Linked DNA regions of Pan troglodytes: region 2 is linked to region 1. A link is a contact called in public HiChIP or PLAC-seq data. All regions are on one chromosome and are shown on one strand. The core of a region is the stretch at or near the end of the contact, and the rest is flanking DNA. Distances in the headings are between cores, read along the strand shown.

Region 1 (4,170 bases), core at 688-3,187:
GAAGAATGGTATAATAAACGGGCAGCCCGGCCCACATTTCAGTAAATTGAACTGTCACGGGGAGAATAAGGCACCCCAAACAGTTGCAGCGACAGTGGTTAACAGGAAGTCTCTCTGTCCTCCAAACCAATAATCAAAGGGATACATAAGGAACTCACTGCTTTCTTAGAAGGCCACATGCACCCCGGGATGTTTGTTCATCACGTCACTCTGGCCTTTAACCAGGGAGCAAAGTGACAGTTGTGGGTAAAACCCTATTTCCAAGCTAACAATTATCCTTCCTTATGGTAGACTGGGGGGTGCACGGTACACTCTTGATTACACAAGCAGTCTTCTTCCCCCCTAGAACAAATGACAGACCAACAAAAAGGAGAAAATGATATGCTGTTGTTTATCTCTTCTGCCAGCCTGAACTCAAGCTCTGAGCAGACGTGCCAGCGGAGGCTCTGGCTCCCCTGGTTCGCCAGACTTCCCCATGTCTGGTCAACTGTCTCCTGGGCAGCCGGCTGAAGAGAGGCCCCATTTCCCTCTCGGTCTTGACCGCTGCCGCACAGTGGCGACCTCACACACATCGCGAACAGAGGACAACTCCCAAGCGAGGGAACAGTGGACCCTGCGGGGAGAACCGCATTCCCAAACTTCTCCATCAAACCTCCAAACTCCAAACCTCCCTCCTCCAGCCGCCTCCTCTAAGACGGAGACAGGGACGGGCTGGTTCCTTTAAAGGGGTAAGCAGGCCGCCGCGGACCTGCCTCAGTTTCCTCTGACGTACAAAGAGGTATCTTTTCCCCACAAGCCAACTAGACCTGCCGGTCTGCAGGGCGCTTGGGGATAATCGAGGACGCACGTCTCCTGTTACTGCCCCCACAGGTGAAACGCTTTCTTTGAGGGGACTTTTCAAAGGACAGGTGTGGGCTGCCCTGAAGGCGGGGACTTCCAGCCAGCCAAGGGCTTCCCCCCACCCCTGTAGGGCAGGGAGAGTCCCAGGCCGCGCCCCACACAGAGGAAGGGCCCCCAGACCACAGCCTGACGGCACCCGACCGTCCCCCTTCCCGTCCTTCCCCAGGCCGGGCGCCCAGCGGCCCCCAGCGCCGCCGCCGCCGCCGCCTCCTCACCTGCTGCGGCCGCCCTCCCGGCCGGCACCTAGGAGAGGAGGCGAGGGGAGGGGCCGGATCCCGGCCGCGGACGCCTCAGGCAGGGAGGCTGCGGACTCCGCCGCGGCGGCGTCTCTGGGGCTGAGGGGCACCCGGGGGCGGTCGCGACATCCTCACGGGCGGCCCCAGGAAGTCGGCCCCCCCTCCCACCCATCCCCAGCCGGCCCGGCCCGGCCGCTCCCGCCCTCCGCGCGGCCCCGCCCCTGACTCGGCCCCGCCCCCTCTCGGGATCGCGCCTCCGCTCCCGCCGCGCCCGAGCCACCATAGAGAAGAGCGAGGCGCCCGGCGGCCTCGAGCGCGGCCTCCGCTCGCGCCCCCTGGCGGAGCTGAGGCTCCCGGCGGCGGGGCCGGGCTGGCCTGAGCCGTGGGGCCGTAAGAGGCGTCGTTTCCCCAAAGTCATGGGGTCGGCCGCTGCTGGTTACCTTGGTCACACAACTCTGCGGGAGGCGCCCAAGGGTCCAGGTCCAAGTTTCAGCTGGGTCAAGACCCGGCTTGGTGACCTTGAGCGAGTCCCTCAACACCTCTGAACTCATGTCATAAAACTTTGAAAGGTGCCTGACTTTCATGTCTCATTGACTCCTCAGTGCGATGAGCAGGCGATGGTTTCCCCCGCTTCATGATTGCAGAAACCCAGGCCCACTAGGGGTTACGAGCTTATTCAGCGTCCCACAACTGGGAGGTATTAGAAGCCGGGTCTGTGGGACCTAAAAACCCATGCTTGTCCCACTCACTCTAGCACTGCCCAGTCTAAACCGCTAGGACTAGCTACTTCCCCTCAGGAAAGTCAGGAAGCTGCTGAGGAAGGCTGTGGTAGAATGAGAATGACTCAGCGAGGATCCATCCTTGCCTTTCACCCATGCACCTTTCAGCAAGGTACCTAACCTTTACGAACTCTGGTTTTCTCATCCCAGAAACGCAGGTTGGCGTGAGGATTTAGTGAGCGCATGCATGTAGCTGTGGTTAGTAAACCGCCAAGCAGCAGGGCGGCCCAGGGGATGGTTAGCCAGCGTGGGCTACCATGCCTAGTCATGAACGTAATATTAAGTTCTAATCCTTCTTTTAAATGGTGTCTAGTGACACAATTTTCTTAGGCTTTAGGTTCTATTGAGAACTCCTAGTTTTTCTGAACAATTTGTATTTTCAAACAAGGAATATCGTAAGGAAAATAAGATCATGAGCCAGGCGTGGTGGCTCATGCCTGTAATCCCAGCACTTTGGGAGGCTGAGGTGGGTGGATCACCTGACGTCAGGAGTTCGAGACCAGCCTGGTCAACATGGTGAAACCCCATGTCTACTAAAAATACAAAAAATTAGCCAGGAATGGTGGCGGGTGCCGGTAATCCCAGCTACTCGGAAGGCAGAGGTTGCAGTGAGCCAAGGTCGCGCCATTGCACTCCAGCCTGGGCAACAAGGGCGAGACGACGCCTCAGAAATAATAATAATAAGATCACGTATACATATCAGACTCTGTCACTTTACAAGTATTATTTTCAATCCTCACAACCCAGCAAACTGAGTACTATTATTCCCATGTTATCAATGAGGATCTACATATTAAGTAATTTACCCAAAACCACATGGTTAGAAAAAGGTGGAGCTGGAATGTATTGCTTTTTTTTTCTTTCAACCAGCAGTGTCTTGAATACACGGAGCTGCAATTTATTTATTTTTTTGAGACAGAGTCTCACTGTCACCCAGGCTGGAATGCAGTGGCGTGATCTCCGCTCACTGCAACCTCCGCCTCCCAGGTTCAAAGGATCTTCCCACCCTATAGCTGGGTCTACAGTCACCCGCTACCACGCTTGGTTAATTTGTTTATTTGTTTGCCTGTTTTTGGTGGAGACAGAGTTTCACCATGTTGGCCAGGCTGGTCTCAAACTCCTAACCTCAAGCGATCTGCCGCCTCTGCCTCCCAAAGTGCTGGGATTACCGGGACAAGCCACTGTGCCCCAAAAAGCTGGAATTTAAAACTGATTTTTTCAATCACCTGGAATGCACGGAAAGACTGACCTGCTAAAGGCCTCCCACATCCAAATTAAATGTACCCTTCATTTTCCTTCCTGGCTATTTTTGTAACTTTCCCTGATGCAATTCTGTCTGGTTTGCTTCTCTCTAAGTCTTCATTTCCAGCCCTGCCCTCCAAAGGCATTTATGGTCTCCTCCTTTCCCTCTAATTCCTTTTCCCTAGATATGCCAGGACCTTGTCCATCCTCTCAATTCTGAAATAGATTCCTAGCTGTGATGAAGGCACAGCCTTTTCCACCACATCACTCTTTCTCTTGATAGAAATCATAGCTATAGAAAGTTAATAGGTCCAGGCCAGGCGCGGTGGCTCATGCCTGTAATCCCAGCACTTTGGGAGACCTGATCACTTGAGGTCAGGAGTTTGAGACCAGCCTGGCCAATGTAGTGAAACCCCATCTCTAATAAAAATAACAAAAATTAGCCAGGCGTGGTGGCGTACGCCTATAATCCCAGCTACTCGGGAGGCTGAGGCAGGGGAATCACTTGAACTCGGGAGGTGGAGGTTGCAGTGAACCGAGATCGTGCCACTGCACTCCAGCCTGGGTGACAGAGCAAGGCTCCATCTCAAAACAAAAAACAAACAAACAGAAAAAAAAGTTAATAGGTCCAGAACAAGGGTGGGGTGAGACCTGGGGATGTCCTTTCGTAAACTTAGTTTACAACCTGAAGGTTCAGTTCTGAAAGGGGGTGCACTTAATGCACTGATTGGATCCAATAATTGAAGTTTGGATTCATGACATCCTGTGGAAATCATTTTTTTCTGGGCCCTCTGGTACATATTACAAGCAAATCATTGGAATGCTGCTAAATAATGTGCATATCACTGCAGCACAGAGGCCTCCGAGCTGCGTTTATCCACGCTCCTCCTTTCTCCACCTTAGGCATTACCACCATCACTATTTTTCATCTTTATCATGCCCTTCCACAGAGGCATTCAATAATGTACCCATTGTGCAAGCAATCCGAAATCCTTTTCAGCGAGCAATAGTAT
Region 2 (4,071 bases), core at 824-3,323, 130 kb before region 1:
ATTTTTTTATTGAGGTCTAATTCAACAGTCTTCAGCATATCTCAAGACTGCAGTATTTAGCTCACAGCCTTGGCTTAAAGATACACAAGTTCTACTATGCTTCTAATTAAGGCTTATTAAGGTTTATTAAAGTCAGCAGCATCAGCTCACCATCTCATCGAGCAGCACATTGCCATCTTTGGTGAGTTTGATGTCACCTGCACCAGAAACAAGCCTGTTCAGAGAAGAATGATATTAACTTCATGTGGTAGGAAGACACTCCCAGTGCTTGCCACTCCATTATCCTTAATAGAGGGAACTGGGCTCGGAAAACTTCCACTGTACCATGGGAATATGCCATGGTAATTACCACCATTTGCAGCTCACAGAATCATTTCTCCCCAGATGGACAGCTTATGGAGATTTCATTCCAAATGGACCATTTACAGGTTTAAAGATAAAAGCACTTGATGAGTTATGAACAGTGGTTTGGTCAAAGAATACTTGGAAGTCTACAAAGCACAAATTCGCAAATTTCCTGCAGGTTTTAATTTTGGTGAATGTTTTCATTCATTCAGTCACTCAACTTAGTTTCCCTCATCCCTGCATTTATTAGATCACCAAGTTCTATCAATTCTACTACCTAAATATCTCTTGAATCTGCCCCCTTCTCTCCATCTCCACTGTTATCAGCTCTACTTTGGATGGCATCCGGATATCTCCAAACTTAAATATACCCTCCACACATTTTTCTTTCTAAAAGGCAACGTGATTCAGTCAGTTCCCTGATCAAAAGTCCTCCAATGATTTTTATGTTTTCTATCATTTTCAAGTTAAAATCCAAACACAGCAATGACATACTTGACCTTTCCCAATATCTTCCCTGCCTCATCTACTTTTCCACAAGCAAATCTTCTGGTTCCCTTAATATACCATGTTTTGTTTTGTTTCTGTTGGATTTGCACCATTGGTCTTTCTTATTCCTGAAATTACTTTGCCCAGGCCTTTACTCCCTCTTCCAACTAGTGAAGTCTTATTCTTCTTTCAAGACTGATCAAACATGTTACTTAAGATGCTTTTCCTTCTGCCATCAGTCCCTTTCCTCAGCATAATCATATGCATCTATATATAATTAGCACATCCTACTCTACCACATCCGTCTCTACCACATCTCCTTAAGAACAGAAACCGTTATCTTGATCATTTCTGTGTCCCAGCAACTGGTACCTAAGTGACTTATTTTACCATTAATATTATTTTGTTCATTACTATGAGGATGTGTCTCTCCTCTTATACCCTTTTGCCCTCACTGGTCTCTTTTCCTCACTCTTGTCTATAGAAAAGGGTGCTTAATATATACTGAAAAGATGAATAGATATGAACAACCATAGACACGGGGTATTCAAGTAGAACTTGGATTTGACCCCATGCCTTCCTGGCTCCAAAGCCTGTGTCCTCTCCACTACATTGCCATACAAAAAACAAAACTACTTGTTGAATTTATGGACCAAGGGTATACAGTCTTAAAGAGCAGAGGAGTTAAATGCTTTGTTTCCAATGAGACACTAAATTAACTGACTTTCTAACTGCATATGAACCTTGACGACAAGTCGGGGGTGGGGGAAGCGCCACAGCTTCACTCCTGGGGCCCTCTACTAGGGGAGGCTTTCCTCCTCCACCTGCACCAGGCGAGAAATACCCTCAGAGCAGGGATGAGAATGAGGGAAATCAAGCTCGCAAGAACATCCACAGCGCTACGCGGACGCCTGCCTCAGAGGGCGACAGGACACCAACGGGCCCCTAGCCGCGTAATGGCCGCTCCAACCGCTGTCTCACATTTTCATGGTGCCTTTAGGACCCAAGTTGGACCGCAGCACATCCTGCAGCCCTCGGGCGGCGCATATATTGACAGCCAAAGCTGCCTGGGCCCGCGCCACCTCAGCCTTGGAGTTGACGGCCTTTATCGCAGCCATAGCCTAACCGTTCAGAGGGAGAAAAAAAAAAAAAAAAGCCTTAGTCGCGATTCTGAGCAAAAACGGCAATGCGACGCCACGCTCTCTTGAGCCTCGGCCAATCATCGCCCTTACCGGAAGTGACGTTATCATGCCTCGCCCGACGGAAACCAGAATCGTTTTGGGTCTGGTCGCCAAGATGGCGTCCTCCGCCTCCGCCCGGACTCCGGCAGGGAAGCGAGTGGTAAATCAGGAAGAATTGCGGCGGTTAATGAAGGAGAAGCAGCGTCTGAGCACCAGTCGGAAACGGATAGAATCTCCATTCGCGAAGTACAACCGTTTGGGGCAGCTGAGTTGTGCCCTGTGTAACACTCCGGTTAAGAGCGAGCTCCTGTGGCAGACTCACGTCCTGGGAAAGCAGCACCGAGAGAAAGTGGCCGAGCTGAAAGGCGCGAAGGAAGCCAGCCAGGGTTCGCCCGCCAGTTCAGCGCCTCAGTCCGTCAAGAGGAAAGCGCCGGACGCAGACGACCAAGATGTCAAGAGAGCGAAGGCCACCTTGGTGCCTCAGGTACAGCCCTCCACATCTGCGTGGACCACCAACTTGGACAAAATAGGAAAGGAGTTCATTAGAGCGACTCCCAGTAAGCCTTCAGGACTCAGTTTACTCCCCGATTATGAAGATGAGGAGGAGGAGGAAGAGGAGGAGGAAGGAGATGGAGAAAGAAAAAGGGGGGACGCCAGCAAGCCGCTCTCCGACGCACAGGGCAAGGAGCACTCAGTTTCCTCTTCACGGGAGGTAACAAGTAGTGTGCTGCCAAACGATTTCTTTAGTACTAATCCTCCCAAGGCCCCCATAATTCCTCATTCAGGGTCAATTGAGAAAGCAGAAATACATGAAAAAGTGGTGGAAAGGAGAGAAAACACCGCGGAAGCGTTACCGGAAGGTTTTTTTGACGACCCTGAGGTAGATGCAAGAGTACGAAAGGTTGATGCTCCAAAAGATCAGATGGACAAAGAGTGGGACGAATTCCAAAAAGCCATGAGGCAGGTCAACACTATTTCCGAAGCCATAGTTGCCGAAGAGGATGAGGAGGGACGGTTGGACCGCCAAATTGGGGAGATCGATGAGCAGATAGAGTGTTACCGACGGGTGGAAAAGCTACGGAATCGCCAGGATGAAATAAAAAATAAACTTAAAGAAATCCTGACCATAAAAGAACTGCAGAAAAAGGAAGAAGAGAATGCTGACAGCGATGATGAGGGGGAACTACAGGATTTGTTGTCTCAGGATTGGAGGGTGAAAGGGGCATTGTTATAGGGTTTTAAAGACCCAAGGTTTCTAACAGCCTCTGCTATTGTATAAAAAGTGCTGTCTCTCAGTAGTATAGCGGTTACTTCATGCCTCAAGATTTGCGTACCTGGATTGCTAAACTGGATTGTTGAGATAAAATGAGCCAGTGAGCTACAGCACTTTGGAAAATTTGTGTAACATGTTTTTGAGGTAAAGTTGTTTTTGAAATTTCTGAAGTGTTATATACCAAAATGCCAACTTTTCCACGACAGACTTAACTGTATAATTTCGTTGTAAAATCTGTAAGTTGTAAATATTGTACATAGTTAAATCTGTATTCTGTTTTGAATTTTTTTAATTAATAGAAAGACCAACCAGCAAACTTTCAGATGAATGCTTACTGTGGTATTTGGAATGTATGTATCTTCTGAACCCTACATCAAGTTGAAAAGGTTTGTTTTCTTGTTTCTTTGGTTTTTGTATGGTTTTTTAGAACACTTCATAAACACATAAGTCATTGTAGGTTAATCAGTTCTCTTAGTATGCTTTATTTTAAAAACATAAGAAAACTATATGCCAAACATGATCAGCCTCCCTAAACCAAAGTTTCTCTTGACCAGACCAATGATGGTCAGATGTGGTTGCACATGAGAGTCACCTATGAAGCATTAAAATAATTAAAGTGTCTGAGGCCTTCCCCTTCAATAAATCTGGGATTGGGCCCAGGCAACTGTGTTTTTTAAGCACCCAGGTTATTCTAATATATGCCAGGGTTAGAGAGTAACTGCCCTAAATCCAGAACCCATTTATGTTTTTCAGGTTTTTTCTTTTTCTTTAAATAACACATTC

What was found. HiChIP or PLAC-seq counts read pairs in DNA pulled down with a chosen protein or histone mark.
Region 2: a contact with region 1 is called in an H3K4me3 HiChIP or PLAC-seq map of stem cell-derived excitatory neurons, with 2.8 times the contacts expected there. The contact joins the promoter of CCT6B here to the promoter of RFFL in region 1. A contact is called at or near these places in 1 of 7 Hi-C or Micro-C datasets (stem cell-derived neural progenitor cells) and 1 of 1 datasets of contacts at active chromatin or transcription factors (stem cell-derived excitatory neurons).

What each region holds. Positions count from the first base shown.
Region 1 is chr19:32,513,367-32,517,536 of NHGRI_mPanTro3-v2.0_pri, reverse strand. RFFL (ring finger and FYVE like domain containing E3 ubiquitin protein ligase) reads right to left here and starts at 1,937. Exons shown (of 7, transcript XM_063798709.1): 1 at 1,577-1,937.
Region 2 is chr19:32,643,088-32,647,158 of NHGRI_mPanTro3-v2.0_pri, reverse strand. It overlaps CCT6B (chaperonin containing TCP1 subunit 6B), which reads right to left and starts at 2,073. Exons shown (of 14, transcript NM_001246643.1): 1 at 1,816-2,073; 2 at 151-214. The coding sequence starts at 1,952. It overlaps ZNF830 (zinc finger protein 830), which reads left to right and starts at 2,111. Exons shown (of 3, transcript XM_016931999.4): 1 at 2,111-3,432; 2 at 3,588-3,674. The coding sequence starts at 2,131. The coding sequence ends at 3,249.